Regions from separate parts of the Mus musculus genome. Here region 1 is linked to region 2. Evidence: chromatin contacts called from public HiChIP or PLAC-seq data. All regions are on one chromosome and are shown on one strand. Each heading gives the region's core, a stretch centred on a gene start, on an enhancer-like site or on the middle of the called end of the contact. The rest is flanking DNA. Distances are from core to core; before and after follow the strand shown.

What was found. HiChIP or PLAC-seq counts read pairs in DNA pulled down with a chosen protein or histone mark.
Region 1: a contact with region 2 is called in a FOXA1 HiChIP or PLAC-seq map of pancreatic cancer cells. The contact joins two enhancer-like sites. A contact is called at or near these places in 1 of 484 Hi-C or Micro-C datasets (liver), 2 of 115 datasets of contacts at active chromatin or transcription factors (double positive thymocytes and pancreatic cancer cells) and 2 of 9 other capture datasets (liver and pancreatic islet).

What each region holds. Positions count from the first base shown.
Region 1 is chr8:111,770,326-111,776,057 of GRCm38.p6, forward strand. All of the region lies in intron 6 of Cfdp1 (craniofacial development protein 1), which reads right to left. Among named protein-coding and RNA genes, the nearest start is that of Gm39252, 18 kb to the left of the region's middle. Within about 2 kb of position 4,231, at least 9 of the 459 cell types and tissues checked have an H3K27ac peak or open chromatin away from gene starts, as enhancers often do. A contact at or near this core is called in pancreatic cancer cells, where this site is marked.
Region 2 is chr8:111,621,107-111,627,019 of GRCm38.p6, forward strand. It overlaps Znrf1 (zinc and ring finger 1), which reads left to right. Exons shown (of 4, transcript NM_133206.4): 4 at 490-4,614. The coding sequence ends at 547. Ldhd (lactate dehydrogenase D) reads right to left here. Exons shown (of 11, transcript NM_027570.4): 11 at 4,505-5,913. Among named protein-coding and RNA genes, the nearest start is that of Ldhd, 6.3 kb to the right of the region's middle. Within about 2 kb of position 3,090, at least 153 of the 459 cell types and tissues checked have an H3K27ac peak or open chromatin away from gene starts, as enhancers often do. A contact at or near this core is called in pancreatic cancer cells, where this site is marked.

The DNA of each region.
Region 1 (5,732 bases), core at 2,981-5,480, 150 kb after region 2:
CCTGTGGCTACTAACAATCCACACGAGGACTGGTCAGAAAACGGTTCTTAGGCCAGAGGGCTAAATTAGAATCTTGTCACTCACTGTGTGTGCAGTATAAACTTAGCAGTTCTAACAAAGTTATGTATGTATAGTGTTTGCACACACACACACACACACTCACTTCCCAGTACTGATGAGGCTGAGATAATAAGACCAATGTGAGTTTGGGACCAGCCTGGGCTAGAGACCACTCCTACATTTTTACTTTTTATTTCTGGAGACAGGGTTGCATATGCTTCAGGCCACAAGCTTCTGTCTTTACCTTCGTAGTGGCTAAGATTATGTGTATGAACCCCTGTGCCTGTCTTTTTTTTTTTTAAAGATGTATTTATTATTATATATAAGTACAATGTAGCTGACTTCAGATGCACCAGAAGAGGGCATCAAATCTCATTATGGGTGGTTGTGAGCCACCAGGTGGTTGCTGGGATTTGAACTCATGACCTTCAGAAGAGCAAGTCAGTGCTCTTACCCACTGAGCCATCTCGCCAGCACCCCCCCCCCCCCCCCGTGCCTGTCTCATGTGATGCTGGGACTTTTGTACATACTAGGCAAACTTTATACCAACCATATCCCCAGATCCCAAAATACTGCCTTAGGAAAACAGCACAAAGCACCCAAACCCAGAAAGCCTAACCCTCCTGACTGAAGGGCTGCTATGAGGAGTAAATGAAATAGTGTATCAACAATGCTTAGTATGGAGCATGATCCAATGAAGTGGCAGCTAAGACTGTCACTATGATTTTAGGCAGCCAGCTTCCATCAGGGTCCCGAGGACAGCAGATGGCCCAAGTTGGGATGTGTGCCGTCTGAAACTAGTAACTACCATCTGGTCTGGATCAGGAATTAGGCTGTGGTGTCAAAACTGTCAACAAGGCCAGAATAGCAGGAACACACAATAATGCTGTGCTTAGGTTTGACACAAGTCTCTTGGGTCAAAGTTGTTATATTTAGTCAGTGAAAATAAAGGAGACCCAGTTAGATCTGAAATTCAGATTCCCTCGCAGAGAGTGGGGGCAGATACTGTATATGCTCCTTCAGATAAAGGCACAGAATGGGGACCTGGGTGAGGAGGTGTGGACACACAAACAACACAATGTGGCAGCCTGAGGCCGTCAGGCATGGCTGCTTAGAAAATGAACTGAGGTCTGCACTGACTCCCTACCCTGGATCTGGACCCACAGGACTGGCAGTGCTGTGTAAGTATCACACGTGGGTGTTTGAGGACAGAGCTCTCAGGCTATCTGCTAGGAGACCAGGTCAGAGAAGAAGAGATCCTTACATTGAGATGTTTACCATGTATGGATAAGGGCTTGTGTGTGTCCACAGGACCTGGAGTCTACCAAGAGCAAAGTCCAGAATAGATGCTAAGGGGGCGGCAGCAACAAGTTACAATCACAGATGCAACTCAGTTCTCAGGAAGTCCACTGAAGATCAAGACAGCCACTGGCAGCTGCTAAGAGGATCCTGTGACAGCTTGCTCTATATCCAAGAGGTGAACCAGAGACAAACCTTTCGTTGGCCATGGACTTGCTGAAGCACAGAAGCCGACAAGGCGCTGAGGGCGAGGCTGACTTTGATATCTACTCTCGGTGCTTTGGGAGAGGTGTTAATTTTTGAACTTATTGTGGTTTTTCTTTCTTTTCTATAAAGCAGAAATAAAAATGTAAATGCTCTTCCGTGGATGCAATGAAACTGAGAAGTGCCTTAGAAGACAGCCACGGGAGCGACAGCCACATGAGCGGCTTTGGGTTCGGGTTCTTGCTTCTCATCAATGTAATCACACCCACTTCCTGCAAGGCCTCAGACAGGAGATTTGGAATAGAGACCAAGCCTGGAAATGCTCCCAAGGCTGCCTGAAGGCCACCTGAGGGTTCACCTACTTCAACTGGGCCACGGGAGTTTCCAGGAACTTTAATTAGGCCGCAGTTCCAGAACAGCCCCGCTGGCTGACAAGCATGATGGGAATTATGGTTCTTGCTGTCTTTCTGGCCCGTGCCCAACCCTCAATCAGACTGACCTACAAGGAAACCTAGGGCTGAAGGGGTGGGCGTCCTCTACTGTTATGCTTTTATGGCCCATTTAAGTAGCAGCAGATTTCTTATTTTATTGATTTATTAATCAATTTAAAGATTTACTTAGCTGGGCGTGGTGGCACATGCCTTTAATCCCAGCACTCGGGAGGCAGAGGCAGGTGGATTTCTGAGTTTGAGGCCAGCCTGGTCTACAAAGTGAGTTCCAGGACAGCCAGGGCTATACAGAGAAACCCTGTCTTGAAAAACCAAACCAAACCAACAAACAAACAACAGCAACAGCAGCAGCAAACAAAAACAAAAACAACCCCCCCCCCCAAACAAAAGATTTCCTTGTTTATGCATATGAGTACTCTATTTGAAGGTATGCCTGCATGACAGATGAGGGCATCAGATCCCATTGGGTGTGAGCCACCATGTGGGTGCTGGGAATTGAACTAAGGACAGCCAGTGCTCTTAACCATTGAACCATCTCTCTAATCCCTGTCCATCTGTCAGTCAAGAAAGGCTTTTCTCAAAAGAAAAAAAAAAGCTTTCTCTGTATAGCTCTGGCTGTCTAAGAACTCCCTATATAGACTAGGTTGGTCCCAAACTCATAAAGATTAGCCTACCTCTGCCTCCCCAGTGCTGGGATTAAAGGTATGGGCTACCACACCTGGCAAAGCAAGCAATCTTTATTATCATTAACAAAATATGCTAATAGCATCAAAACCCTAGGTGGTATTCTAGTTTTCCTTTTCAGAGTCAGGTTATACACAGGAGGCTCTGCCCTCTTTCCAGTCTTCCCCGAGATTCAGGACACTGGGTAGGAAGAGCAGGGAGTACTATCAGGGAAGATGTCAGCACCTATTGTCAGAGACCCACGCCTGGCCAGTGTCACGGCTGGCACTGTTACTTGTGCTATAGTGCTGGCGCCTGCGTGTATTTGGTGCCACACAAACGGCTCAGTATCCATCAACCTCAGCTCTTGGTGGGTAACAGAAGTGCTAAGACTCAGCACATCCTGGGGTAGCCCCGACAAGGCAGGATTTCTCCACTCTGGGAATGCAACTGAAAGATGCAAACTGCCAGGCCTGGGCTTGGCCCTGAAGCCAACATATCTCATATCACTGCAAGGCTTCGATGATCCTGGGAGACAGACTCCTGATAGATTCTTCAGAGAATAAAATTTAGCAGTCCCTCCTTCGCATTGTCCAAATGATCAAATACTTGATTTCCAAATCACTGAGCTCTGTAACCTTCGGCTTAACTGGACAGAGAGCAGCAGCCAAGACCGAGCCAGTGTTTCTCATCACTGTGCATTTTATATATTGATTCTCTCTCTTCCATGCGGGGCCTCTGCCTTGGCATTATTTGGAAAGCTACCTGTGTGGTTAGTTAGCAGAGCTGGAGAAAGCCATGCTCAACACTTGAACAAACTCAGCTAACAACCTGTCTCTGGGATAGCACTTCATCCTGCTGACTAAAAATGCTATACAAACCCTATTCTCATCTGTTACGCTGGACTTTTCTGATACTGCCAGGCTGCAGGACAAAGCCGGGCATCTGCTAGCTAGCGCATCGGGCATTTAGACACTGCAGTGGTGTGTATCTTCTCTGGGGGCTTACTGCACAGTAATAAAACCTAACAGTGGTGATATGACTAAGGGGTGGAGCTATTCCAGATTAGCTTTCTTAGGGGAGGTACACTACAGAGGGAGGGGCTCTAAGGCTGGATTGCAGCAAGCAGCTGGAGAAGCTGACAGAGATCAGCAGGAAAGGCCCTTTTCTTTTGAGTCACTGGCAGAAAATGGTGGGTAAGTCTCAGAACCAGTGTTTGCTTGGGGAGGAAGAAGAGAACAGGAAGTGAAAAGGCACCTGAGAGACTTGGGGATACCTCCAAGCAATCCTGCACACCACTGTGGAAAATGTTCCCAAAGAGCTGGATAGACAGAAATGAATAACGCATCCAGTTTTCCAGTAGGGTCTGAGTCTGGGGATGATCAGTTAAGTGGGAGAAAAGAATTATAAGCAGAGGCCTGGGAGGAGGCAGGCATTTTGTCCATTTGTTCTACTCCCCTAATACCCCAAGAGGCACAGGGAAAGGCTCCCTCTGTACAGTTGACTAAACTGGGGCCAGGGCCTCTCATTAGTTCTTTGTTGCTGAGGCAACACTGACCACAGCCAGCAGATAAACCACAGCAGCAGGTTTGTTTGTTTTACAAGTAGGAGTCCATTACAGAGTAAGCCAAGGCAGGAACTCAAGGCAGGCACCCAGAGGCAGGATCTGAATGAGAGGGCTAGGATTAAAGGTGTATTACACTGGGGTGGGGTGGGAACAGGGGTGGTGGTTTGAATAGCTGTGATCCCCACAGACTCACTGTGTTTGAATGGTGGGCCACAGGGAGTGGCACTATTAGGTGTAGACTTGTTGGACTGGGCGTGACCTCGTGGGCAGCTATAAGCAGCCCAGTGTGTGTGCTAGGAATTACACTCCGGTCTTCGGTCTTCGGGAAGAGCAGCAGGCACTTTAAACCACAGAAGCAGCTCTGGTCCTACTTACATCCTTTTTTTGGTACCTCCATTAACCTCTAGTTGTTGCTGTTGCTATTTTTGATTCCAACATAAATAGACGTCTCTTCTGTGCACTCTTCTGTGATCTGCTTTTTTCAACACTCATCTACTGGTTTTGCCTGCTTTGACCTTCATTTAAGTAGAGTCACAGCCTGCTTCCTACTCTATGTGTTGATGTTTCTGGGATTTATCTACGTCCATTCCCATTGCTAGGCAGTAGCCCATGGTGTAGACAGATGATATTTGATTTAACTGTAACACTACTGACAGACCTTTGGGTTGTTCCTTGTTTTGGATGGTGTTCATATTGTTGGTACATACCTGCAGTTCTCCAGGGAATAAAATTAAAAGTGAACTGAATTATGAACATTACCATTATTATAGATGTGACTAACTTTAAGAATGCTGAGCTGATCACAGTAAGTGGTGCTTTCCAGTTTAACCATCTACCTCTCAGATGTTTAACACATGAAGAGACTGCCTCTTTAATAACTGGTAATACTCTTGTTTAAAATCTACTTTGTCTAACATGAATGTCAGGGTATCAGTTTTCTTTTGGTTAGTACTTGCATAGTTCATCTTTTTTCTAACCTTTTTATGTTCAACATTTCTTCATTCCACATTTCACATCAATCTTTTTAAAACAGCAAATTACGGTTTGATTTAAAAAAATTTAATCCGTTAATTTCTGACTTTTAATTGGAATATTTAGTTTATTTACATTAAATAAAAATGTGAATAATCTAATAAATGTAGTCTTAAATCTACCATCCTACGTGCTAGAGTGATGGCTCAGCCAGTATTGCTATTGTTGAGGACCCAAATTCTGTTTCTACCTACGCTGGGTGGCTTACAACTGCCTGTAATTCCAGTTCCAGAGGATCTGAAACATGTGTACACATCCATAGGGCACACATAGACATAATTAAAAATAAAACGAAAACCCTAAACCCATCCTATTATGCGCTATTTTTCTCGCTGGTCCAAGGTTAGCCTAGAATTCCCTAAGTAATCAAGGCTGGGCCTTGACCTTCTGATCCTTCTGCTCCACGTCCAAAGTGCTTCATGCCAAACAGGCCAGTCTCTACCAAATGAGCTATACCC
Region 2 (5,913 bases), core at 1,840-4,339:
AGAACTGAACCTGGCTCTTGTATAAAAACAGCTAGGACTCTCAACTACTGAGCCCTGGGGTTATTAATCCCAAACCTGAGCTCAGGATTATTCTTTTTTATTAATTTTAAGTTATGGGTATGTGTGTGCATCTATGTATATGTGCATCAGAATGCAGGAGCCTACAAAGGCCAGAGGGGTGAGATCTCTGGATTTATGGGATGGCTGTGAAGCAGCAGACAGGTGGTGTGAACCAGACTTGGGTCCTCTGGGAAGCAGCATCTCTCTCAAACCACTGACTCAAGCTCCCGTCTGCCCTCCCACCCTTAGGATATCGTTGTTGATCATCTTCCTTTTTCTGCTTCAATGAATTGGGGGCATAATCATGTTTCCCTGGGGTCGTTTCAGGAGAGATTTAGAAAGCCTTTCCTGAGAACCCCTTGAAAGGCTCCCTTGGCAGGAACAGTGTTGTTAGCAGCTAATGTGTTTCCCCTTGATGCCCCACTCCAGCTGCATAGACTCATGGTTTGAAGTGAACAGATCTTGTCCAGAGCACCCTGCTGACTGACCCTGCTGGGCCTGCTTGCCGACTCCTCTCAAAGGTGAGCCCATACTTGGCGGGAGACTCTGGGCTAAGAGTCAAGTTTCTGGGAGCTGGGGGAGAGGAGCTGGCCTGCCTGATACACACCCCACCAAGGAGAAAGCAGAAGCAGAAAGACAGAAGCCATCTCCTCAGAGAGCAGTCCCCAGGAAGTAGGGGGATGTTCCTGGGAGTTGGGGGAGCATGAAAGAGCGATAGTAACCTAGTCATGAGAACTCCATGCAAAGATAGAACCAGGCTCCTTCCCCTCAGGAGAGGCAGAAGGTCCCCTGCAGGGTGCATGGGCTGGAGCAGAGGCGCCCCCAGCCAGGCTCTACAGCAGCCTCACCTCCCTCACCTCTCAGAGACTCGGTTCTGAAAGGGAAGAATCACTAAGTAGTGGCCTGTGGAACAGACATTGTCCACTGCAAAGACATGGCCTGAGGTCTTTCCACTCCTGGTTCTTCCACCGGCCTGAGAGGTCCAGGCCACACTCAGTCCTTGTGTCCCAGGCACAGTGTCACAGCAGCAGGCTACTCCCTCCCACACACGCACTTCTGGTGCTGTGTAACCATTGGATCTGACCTTCATTTCTTCCCCAGGGTACCTTGTTTAACTGCCCCTATCCCGCCCCCACCCTGCCTGTGCCTTTGAGGACTGTGTTGGGTGTTCTCTCTCTTTTGTTTTGTTTAGTTTGTTTTTGTCCCATCCAACTGAAAACCATCAGCCCCTTCCCACTTGATCCCACATCCAAAGGCTTGGGGATCCCTTTTCTTCTCTCTCTTCTTTGTTGTTTTTTCTTTTGTTAGGTTTATTTTATTTATTCCAAGTAAATGCCCAGAACAGCTGCTGGTGTCAGGCAAATCAGGGACATTGGCTCTTTCTACCCTCACCTCAAAACCTGATGCCAAGCGAGGGAGAGTGAGGCAGAGGGACTGGATCCCAGCTCCAGAGTGCAGGTCCAGAATGCCGCCGCCGGCATGATGTTTGGCTTCCAATGGGCCTGCCTGGACTGAACCAGATGCCCCAGCCAACCAGCCTGGTCTCAGGGGGACACAAGCTGCTGCCACCGTGCGATGGAGCGGCAACTCTCAGCAAGATGAAGCGGGACTGACTTCTTCCGACCCACACAGGGACAGCCAGCCCCTGTTCCTGGGAGGAGGCTCCTCGGACACTGGACAGAGCTGAGCTTGGGACACCAGAGAGAACAGGGCACCCTTCTGCACTGACTTCCAGAAAATGGTCCTCCCTGAGGACACCCAGTGGATGAGAGAAGAATGAATTGACCTCTATCCTTCCCCTCACCCTCGACCCAGGAGGGAAAGGGCATTTTCTTTTTCACCTTTGAAAGGCGTTGTGGGTCTGTCTTTAAAAAGTGTTTACAAACAACAAAAAATTCTATAAAAAAGTCTTGTGTCGACTGGTGTTTTCCCTTGTGATGTTTACAGCCTGCTGTTTGCTGCCCAGCTAAAAACCACTCATGACAGAAGCAAGCATAGCCATGTCCTGACCCTAGCGCTCTGATGGCAGGTGGGCAGGCGGGCACACGTTAGTCCCTCTGCCCAGCGCCCCAGTTGGCTCTCTGCATCACTAACCTTTCTACCTTTGGGGATTCGTTTTTTTTTTGTTTTCTTGTTCTTCTGTCCCATTTTTCTGGCTTGGTTTTGCACTTTTCTCCCCTTAAATTTCCTTGATTTCCTTGCCAAAAAAGAGGAAGATGAAGAGCCCATCGTGGACACTTGCCCTCCCCCAGCCCCGAGTCTCCCCTGCCTTTCCTCCTGGATCTGATCCCATCAGAGGATTTAATAATCACAAATACACTGAAAAAAAAAATGCCTGGACATTTTTCCAAGGCCCCTGTGATTTTTTTTTCCCCCTGAGGAAATTTAGACTTAGCTAAAGGACTGTGTGCTGCAACCCCCATTTTCAGGCGCACGGAAATATTTTAGCCATTCACACATGACATCAGCCCATGCAGGATAGGTTTCTGTATTTATATATTAAAATCCAAAAAAAAAAAATTACAAAAATGTTTTAAAACTGTTCAAAGCTTAGGAGAAAAGCTTATCAGTCAAGGTGTTTTGATATGGTATTAAAATAGTGTGTAACAAAAGATGCACCGTGTGATTTATTTTAATGAAGTGTTGTTACACAATCAAGGTGGAAGGCAAATGCCAGTTCCCTCTGTCCACCTCTCAGCCCACACCCCCTCCCTCAGCACCTGTAATGGCTTAGCCACTCCTGGGCAGAGGCTCTACATAGTGGCTCGGCTGTGTCTTTGAAGTTTATAAATTCTTAAGCATCATGGAGTGATTGTCAGTCTTCTGTCATCTCTGGTTGTGATAGGATGCTACTGGAATGATATTCAGGGGCAAAGCTCTTACAGCCACCAGAGGATACAGGCACCTGGAGATGCCAGCCCAGTCCGTTTGCTTTTCAGAGCCTCTGCCCCCCTCCCTACCCTCTGCTTGCCTGTTGCTCCGTGCAGAGCCAAGTGCTGACTCATGGGCATGCTTCTCTGAGGCCCCGGAAAAGGCCCTGCTCTGGGCTTCTTCCAGCTCACAGTCCTTGAACCAGAACCAGCCACTCAGCCTCATACAAGTTAGCAAATTGCAGGCTGGGCAGGAAACCTCGGGGCAGAGCAGCAGTGCATACCTGCCTGTCTTCTAGCCAGGCTCCAGGAGCTGCATTTCAGGGCCTCCTGCAGAGCCAGCTAAGGGAAGCTCTGGAGGGAGATGGCACCACCTCTCTACCATGACCATTTCCAGACCTGCCCCTTGTACTGCTGTGTCAGGGCCCAGTCCCAGCAGGCCCACAAGTTTGGACTATGCTACCACCCTTGCCCTCAGATGCGTCCTGAAGCAATTGCTCTGTGCAAGGACATGTGTTGGAGGCCAGTGGGCATGTGGGCACCAAGGCAGGGAGGCAAGTTCAGAGAACTAAGAGTGCTTTATTTAGAGCCTGAGTGTCAGACGCCTCAGGACCTGAACTGTAAGCACTGTCAATGGCCAGAAACTGGGCTCTTGTCTGTACTGGGGCACTTTACTTCTTGGTGGAACCGTGAACTCGATCCCTTGCATGTGAAGTGGGGACAGGGTCATGCGGCTCGGTTCAGTTTGTGTCGGGGATCTGCCCCAAAGGCCTGGCACATGCGCAGCAGGCTTCCTTGTAGCTATGTCACTGCAAAGGGCACTGTTCTATTCCCAGCACCTCCAGCTTCTGCCTGGCACCTGTGTCTCCCCGTTCTATATATAATCCTACCAGCAGAGCTGGCGGGCCAGGGCCCAGCCCGCAAAGAGATCTCCTTGTCTGACCCCCGGGCCTGGAGACAGGCTTTGTGTGCCCACCTTGGCTGTGTGAGCTCGGCTGCCCTGGCAGTGCTGTGGCTGAGTCCCGTGGTTGAGTTGGTTGGGGCGGCGCTGAGCCCCACACCGGGTGCTATTCTAGGCTCTCTAGGCTGGTGCTCATCCCATCCCCAGTGACTTCCGCCCCCACCTGGCACACCAAAGCCCTCTGTTGGCTGTCATGTCCTCTGAATTTGGACCCAGATTGCCAGTGCCTGGTGTGAGGGGTGGGTGGGACTGGGCTTGTCTGGGCTTCCCAAGGTGGCACTTGTGTGTGTCACCTTTTATCCAGACAGCCCTCCAGAATCCTGTGTTGTTCGTTCCTACTCTGCCTTTCTGAGAAGGAAGAAAATCCGGAAGAGCCAAGGGATGGGTTCTTCCCCTTAGCTCTGAGGAGCCCAGAAAGCCTTCTGAGAGCTCCAGGAGCCCCTTTTGAAAACCACCCATCTAAGCCATTTAATAGTATTGAAACTCATAGGAGAATGTCCTCCTTAGGAGACAGTGGCTGAAATATATAGTTGAATGATTTCAAGAAATGTATAATCTAATCCCATATGGTCTCCCCTCCCCCAAAATATACAAAGCAAATAAGGCAAAAATGTCCATTGTTGAATCTTCAACGACTGATATTTCAGTGAATATAGTGTATTTGTTCTTTCAACTTTTTCTGTATGTTTGGGATTTTCTTTAATAAAAGAAATTGTGGGGAAATGGCTGTGTATTGAGTTTCCCATTATTGGAGGGTGTATGTAGGAGCCCTGCCCAGTGGAACTCAACTTGGGAGGACTTGAGGTGAACAGACTGTCTGGGGGTGAGGGGGGTTCACTGGCGATATTTCTCAATGGTGAATTCGGGACTGGTGTTTGGGTTTCTTCATCCTGAAGTAGTTTGGGAGCAAGCCAAAGAATCATGAGACAGACCTGAAGTTGGACTAAGAAAGTGTCAGGGTGGGGGGCAGGAGGCTGCTTCTTCCTTTTTTTTTTCCAACCCAAGTACCTAGCAGTAGAGAAGATGGTACTACAGTTGACTGGGACCCACAAGGGTAAAATGCCTAGAGACTGGCCACCCTAAAAGTGTCTGCTAGGTTTCTGGTGTTGCGCGCCCTCTCGTGGACTTCTGGGGAACAACTGCAAGTACCTCCAGACCAGGGCTCTGACCAGGGAGTCTCAAAACTGCCAGGCCCCAAAGTAGGCAAGACCCTGACTTTGAAAGTAAGCGCTGGTGGATAGAGCTTTATACCATGGATAGGGATGGGACACAGTAGGTTAGTTCATCTGTATTTCTATTGTCCACCATAACAGCTTGAAGAAGGTGCTTCAGTTTCCTGGTGGGGAAGCTGTCAGGTGACCTCCACCACTGGCAGGTCTCCTGCCTCAGGTATGCAAAAGCAGAGGGGCTGGGACTGACTTTCTTCCAAAACTTGAACTCCATCCCCTCCCCAGGCTACAGTTAGTCTGGGGATGGGCCCAAAACAAATGCTTTTTAGCCCAAGGTCAAGAGACCTAGAGGGGGAAAGGATGCAGCTGCAAACGGGGCTCACGTGACCAAAGAGCCGGCCCAACAGTGCCGGATGGAACGGTCCTCCCTCCCTCTGCAAGGAAAGGAACGCTCCTGTCATCATATATACAGGGTGAGTCATGATGCAGGGCACCAGCAGAGGAGAGGCCCCCACAGACGGATCTGGGATCTGATCTTAGCTTGGAGTAGATCCACACCACCTCTGCCAGCCAGGAAGACACCCCACTGGGAAACACCCTGGGTTTTCTACCGGAGTAAAAGGCTCCTAAGAACAAGGGTAGCAGCTTTCTGTGAGAGAGTCCAGCTCCCTCACCTTCATCTTGAGCCCCAGCTACAGAGGCTACCTGGCAGGCATAGATAGATAGATAGATAGATAGATAGATAGATAGATAGCATCAGCCCTTCCATTTCGTGCTCGATCGTTGGCATGAAGGAAAAGACCAGAACAGGGGCGGGCTTTGTGTTCTGGAGATTGCCAGCCAAGGGTTACAC